2 separate regions of the Hordeum vulgare genome follow, and region 1 is linked to region 2. The links are chromatin contacts, called in public Hi-C maps. All regions are on one chromosome and are shown on one strand. Each heading gives the region's core, a stretch centred on a gene start, on an enhancer-like site or on the middle of the called end of the contact. The rest is flanking DNA. Distances are from core to core; before and after follow the strand shown.

What was found. A called contact is a pair of places that touch in the nucleus more often than the background predicts.
Region 1: a contact with region 2 is called in a Hi-C map of leaf, with 3 times the contacts expected there. The contact joins the enhancer-like site here to the promoter of LOC123443632 in region 2. A contact is called at or near these places in 2 of 6 Hi-C or Micro-C datasets (leaf and seedling).

Annotation. Positions count from the first base shown.
Region 1 is chr3H:257,104,134-257,106,833 of MorexV3_pseudomolecules_assembly, forward strand. The region is part of intron 9 of LOC123443632 (light-mediated development protein DET1); the gene reads left to right. Among protein-coding and RNA genes, the nearest start is that of LOC123443635, 22 kb to the left of the region's middle. Within about 2 kb of position 1,393, at least 3 of the 3 cell types and tissues checked have open chromatin away from gene starts, as enhancers often do. A contact at or near this core is called in leaf and seedling, where this site is marked.
Region 2 is chr3H:257,062,609-257,065,308 of MorexV3_pseudomolecules_assembly, forward strand. It overlaps LOC123443632 (light-mediated development protein DET1), which reads left to right and starts at 1,447. Exons shown (of 10, transcript XM_045120109.1): 1 at 1,447-1,624. The coding sequence starts at 1,544.

The sequences.
Region 1 (2,700 bases), core at 143-2,642, 41 kb after region 2:
ACACAAGCAGAGGACCAATCATGAGTTGGGCGTGCTAAAAAAAACCTAGGCTCTAATATCATGTCAGGAAATATGCAACTTGTATTACTAGGAGGCCAAAGCCACCATATATATGATGTACATGAGAATGCCAAAAGGCAAGAATACAAAAGGCCAAAGGCCATCATCAATATAACTCTAACAATACTTTTGTAGGACCTCTAACAACTGCAAAACGGGCTTTGAGCACTCCGAATGTCCTCCACACATCCTTTCTAGCTCCTTGTCTTTGGGAAAAGTGAGATCTTTTCACCTCTTGGATCAGTGATGATCTTGATGAAGGTCGACCATGAAGGATATATATCATCACAAAGATAATAGCCCATGTTGGAGTCATGATAATTGATGGTGTAGTTGCACGGGAAATGGAAATGTTCGACACCATGGTAGAGGTGATCGAATACAGTTCAGCTCATCCGGAATCGGCATCATATCCCCCCCCCCCCCCCCCCCCCCCCCCACAGTGTCTGCCATGGACAGCAATGTGCAGGGCTCATCTTACGAGGACGTATCTATGGACTCGGTGTACTACTCCTTGGCCGAATGCATAGTGTTTGCTTCAAAGTAAACAATAGAAACGTCAATAAATTTGGCTATGGCATTTGGCAGAACACTTGCTGGGCACCGTGTCCGCCATGGACAATGATGTGCAGGGCAGGGAGGCGTAGTCAAGTTGGGGCTGGTGCTCGGGTGGAGCGACGGAGGTCCGGTAAGGCATGAACAGCGGAGGGGGTGGTTCGGCGGCGATGTGTGTCTTGGACTACGCGGATACAAAGAAAAGGGGAGTGACATAGTGAGAAAAGCAGGGCTTCAGGTGTTCTTTTCTGTGTGGGCCATGGATGTCGGATGCCTGCATGGCGGCTGTCCAGACGTTCGCAAACCTTCCCAGCTTTGCTTCCAGTTTGTGAGAATTTGAGAATTCGGACGTACGGACCAGTCTGTGGACATTTGATGCACGTCGTTGGATGGCACAAAGTGTCTGGTCTATGCTGGGCGTTTACAACCGTTTTGATGCATGATGTTCGAGATGCCCTTATTAATTCTCATCTCAACCCCATAAGTGTGTTGCCCATGTGTGGATCACAACGCTTGTCCCTCACTGTTAGGGAGGCTAGCGGTAGCACCCCCACCTCCCATCTGCTGCTGCCAGTTTCTGAATTAGTGGAGGGAAGTTTGATGGGGAAAAGTACATGGCAGAGAAAAAGAATCTGACTGGTGGGTCCCTGATCGGTGATGGGTGCTAAATGTTGGAACAATTTTGGTGGACCCTCCTTGCTTCTTTTCTTAGACCCGCCTCATGCTGCTTAGACTCCAAGGCCCATAAGGCCATGTACAATGCACAATACTAGGTACATGACCACGTCGGGCTCAGTGGCAGAGCTTTAGGCCGAATGCTGGGTGGGCCAGGTTCGTCCAGGATAAGAAATTGCACGCATCACTTGTTTTCCTGGCCAGTTTCATCCTTCCATATTTCCGGCTGGGCTGGGCGGGCAAAGGCCCAATTGGCTCCAACGTAGCTCTGCTCCTGCTCGGGCTGCTGCATATCCCGCAAAAATGCTAAAGCAGCTGTCATCAGCTTGGAGCCTGTGACCTCTGGTCCTTGCTGTCCTGCTGCCTGCTCTATTTTCTAGCAACATCCGAGTCGCCAGCGACAACAGATTCACTTTATTTCCCCTTTTTTTCTAGAGAAAGCAGGATCGATCGGCCGTGCTCCGTGTATATGTTGTGGCATGAGCACGATGAAAAGGCCGATCAGCCAGACTTAGAGCATCTCTAGTAGAACCCTCAAACCCTTAAATTCAAAATCAGTTATAAGGGTTGAGAATTGGCCATTTTTGACACTTTTAAGGGTTGAAAAACAGAGGCAAAGACTAGAACCCTCAAACCCATCCTTTATAACGGAATATTCTGTTATAAGGGTTGGTTTTGAGGGTTCTAGTCTTTGCCTCAACCCCAACCCTTAAAACTGTCATTTGGCATATCACAATTTTCACTAGAATCACACAATAAAACTTCAAACAAACATGGAAATAAAGATCATTGCTGCATGGTTTAATATTTTTTACATCACACAATCATCATCTTCCCCCTCTCATCGGTACCATCACCAAAAAGTTGCACTTGGCGCCATTTCCTAGACCACTTCCACGTCCATCAAGCACCTCCATTGTCGTCGGTGGTGGAGTCTTCCACACCGCCATCGCCACAACTCATCGGAGTGTCACCTCGAAGAGTAGAGGACGCACCACGGAATATCCTCTTCCTCTCCGCGATGTCCTCCTTGTAGTCCTTCCACCATTGCAATTGTTCTTGATCCATGTCCTTCTTGGACATCATCATGTGCTCCTTCTCTTCCACCATGAGTTCTTTCCATACCTTTGCCTCTTTCACCTTGATCATCCTCTCCTCCAAGTCGGCCTTGCGCTTTGCTTCTTCACGCTTTGCTTCAACTTGTGCAAGCTTGACCTCTTTCTTCTTCTCGGTGATAAGAAGCTTCGTCTCCAATGTCTTCGTTGTCAATTCCTCTCTTGCCTTCATCATCTGCTCCATCTTCTCCCTTAGGCTTGACGCCTCTCCTTCCATCTTCACCCTTACCTTGCCCTTCTTGGTTCCCTCGGGCTTGCCCAAGTTCCTCTCCTCCTCCTCATCTTCACTATCATC
Region 2 (2,700 bases), core at 197-2,696:
AAATACAAATATTTAGGAAACAGGGTATATATCGTAATTGAAGATGACGATTTCGGGCTTTTTCTCCCCGCTTACTCCCTTAGAGCAACTCTAGCAGACCCCGCATCCCGCCGGTCCGCAAAACGCGTTTGCAGTTCGCGCAAAACCGTTTTTGCGGACCGGCGCAGGCTGGCACAGATGCAAACCCCGCATAATGGACCCGTAAAAAGGTATATTCGCGAAATATACTTTTTTACGGGCCGGCTTTTGCGGGTTCTGATCTGGCACAATGCTTTTCTTTGATTTTGCAACAACATTATAGATACAAAAGATATCACCAAATCTTGGCTAGAATAGCAAAACCAAAGAAAACAAGAACCACAAGTATGCATTTCAGAAGATTTCCAACTTCCATAACTACTCCCACTAGTTGAAGCAATATCTTCTCCATGCACTCATTGTTGATCTACGAAATCTTGATCTTGCTTTCTTCATTCTTCATCTTTGGTTACAAAGAAGTAGACGTTGCTTCCCCTTTAGTTGCACATGCAGCCACATCATTGCTTTCGATTGTACTAAGGAGTGTACTAACATCTATTAAGTTTCTTTCTATCAACAAATCAATGTACTCGCCTTCCCAAAACCAAAATGAGCATTCATCATCCTACACAAAAGAATGAGCAAGCTTGAAGTGAGCTACCGCAATTGAACTAAAGAAATGAGCTATGGAACGAGCTACCGCAAGTGCATGTACCCCGTCGTTTTCGTATTTGTAGAACACCCATCCGGGATGCGTCGGCGTGCCCGAAGTGAGCCGCAGCACTTGGCGCCGGCAGTCGTCGCACTCTATGAGCGGCATCGGCAGGCCACAAAGACTCTGCGCGAGCGCCGAGCCCGGTGGACGGCCGGACGAGTCCATGCCCGCAAACCTTCGACGACGGCGGGCGGACGAACCCGTGCCTGCATGAGGCGATGTGCCCTTGCATGGGCTACAGGAGAGGCTCCCCGACCACTCCATCGCCTTGGGCAGCAACCGGCGACCGGAAAAAGACAAATCCGGCGGCCCGCGATGAAGTGCCGCAGATCTGCAAATCTGGCGGCCCGCCGACGCAGGGGAAGGGAGGTGAGACCTCGTGCGCGTGGCGGCCTTCCGGCGTGCTCCTGCCGGCTGCTGTCGTCGAAATCTTGGGCGGCGATCGGCGACGGTGCGAGGGGGGAGAGAAGAGGTGGTTGGTGAGAGAAAGCGCGAGATGAACTGCGAGGGGAAAACCCGCGTTTTACCGAGCGGAGTCGGGATTTTGCCGCACCCACTAATTTGTTTTATGGGCCGGGGCGGTATGCGGGGTGTGATCGGGCTGTTTTTTTGCTCCGAACCGTATTTTGACGGTTATTTTACGGGCAGGGCCGGGACGGTGGTGTGCTAGGTTTGCTCTTATCCTCCTAGAAGCAAAAATCCCATTCATAACCTTTCACGTCCACACCAGCGGAAAATAGTAGTAATAATCCCCGCGTCGCGTGCGCGTGCGATGCTTTCGCGCCGGCGTCGGCCACGGGTGGTGCAGTGATGGTGGGCTTCTTCCGCAGCGGCAACCTTGCCTCGAGGGTGTTCGACCGGCAGTTCCTCTCTCCGCGCCCCGGCGCAACCGTACGCTTCTTCCTCCTTCCTCCCGCCCCGCTAACCCTCAGAATCGGTGATAGGGGTAGTGCTCTTGCGACTGTGGGCACGCGGAGGGCGGCCGAAAGCGGCTGCTTTCCTTGCGTTAGGGCGGGCAGAGGGTGGTGTAGCTGTGGTTGCCGTTGCTACACGTGATTAGCCTTTGGCCTCTGGGGGGGTTTGGGGTGGGGTGAGTGTAAGGGTAGGGATGGTGGATCTATCACTCCCATACACGAATTCGAGTAGCAGTGGCGATTACAAGCTGATACACGAACGGGGAAATGGAGGAAGAAGAACACTAGCCGCCGCCCGTCCGTTGCCTGATCCTTCGCGGATGCCCTAGCCGATGGAGTTGACCTCCTTAAGTAGCCTCCGCTGGTGGGCCGGTCTGGTGCACCCAGTCCGGGCCGGTGTAGCGAGGGTTGCTCTTGCGCGGGCGGCCCAGTTGCGCGCCGCCGTCCCACTGCCAGGTGGGGTCGCGTGGTCAGGGCCCTTGACATCCCCTCCTTCCAGCATTGGGAAACCTGGCTTGCAGCGCTGTTTTGTCTGCCGAGGTGATGCCGAGACCTTCAGTGGACCACTTCATTTGCACCTGTTCCCGCATCGCGCCATTCTTCTGGCGCCATCTTGATTGGAGTACTGCCATTGGTACGGCCAAGTCCTCCCTGGATGATGGCAGCGTGTCGGATATCTGCGTGCCGGGAGTAGAGCTTGACGAAGTTGAGAGACGTGGAAGACGGGGTGCACCGTCGCTTGTGGAGGAAGCTCGAGCTTGTAGGCGACATCGTTGACCTTGGCGATGATGGTGAAGGGGCCGTAGAACTTGTAAGAAAGCTTGTGGTTGGCTCTTGGGGCGATGGATGTCTGAATGTATGGCTGCAGCTTGAGGAAGACACGGTCGCCCACTTGGAATTGTCGGAATGAACGCTTCTTCTCCGCTTGGTTCTTCATGAGTTGCCTTGCGCGATGTAGTTGTTGCTGGATCACGTTTTGCATGGTCGCGCGTTCCTCCAACCATGATTGCAGCACCGACACCGTACAGGAGGTAGTCGCTGTGATTCCCCAGT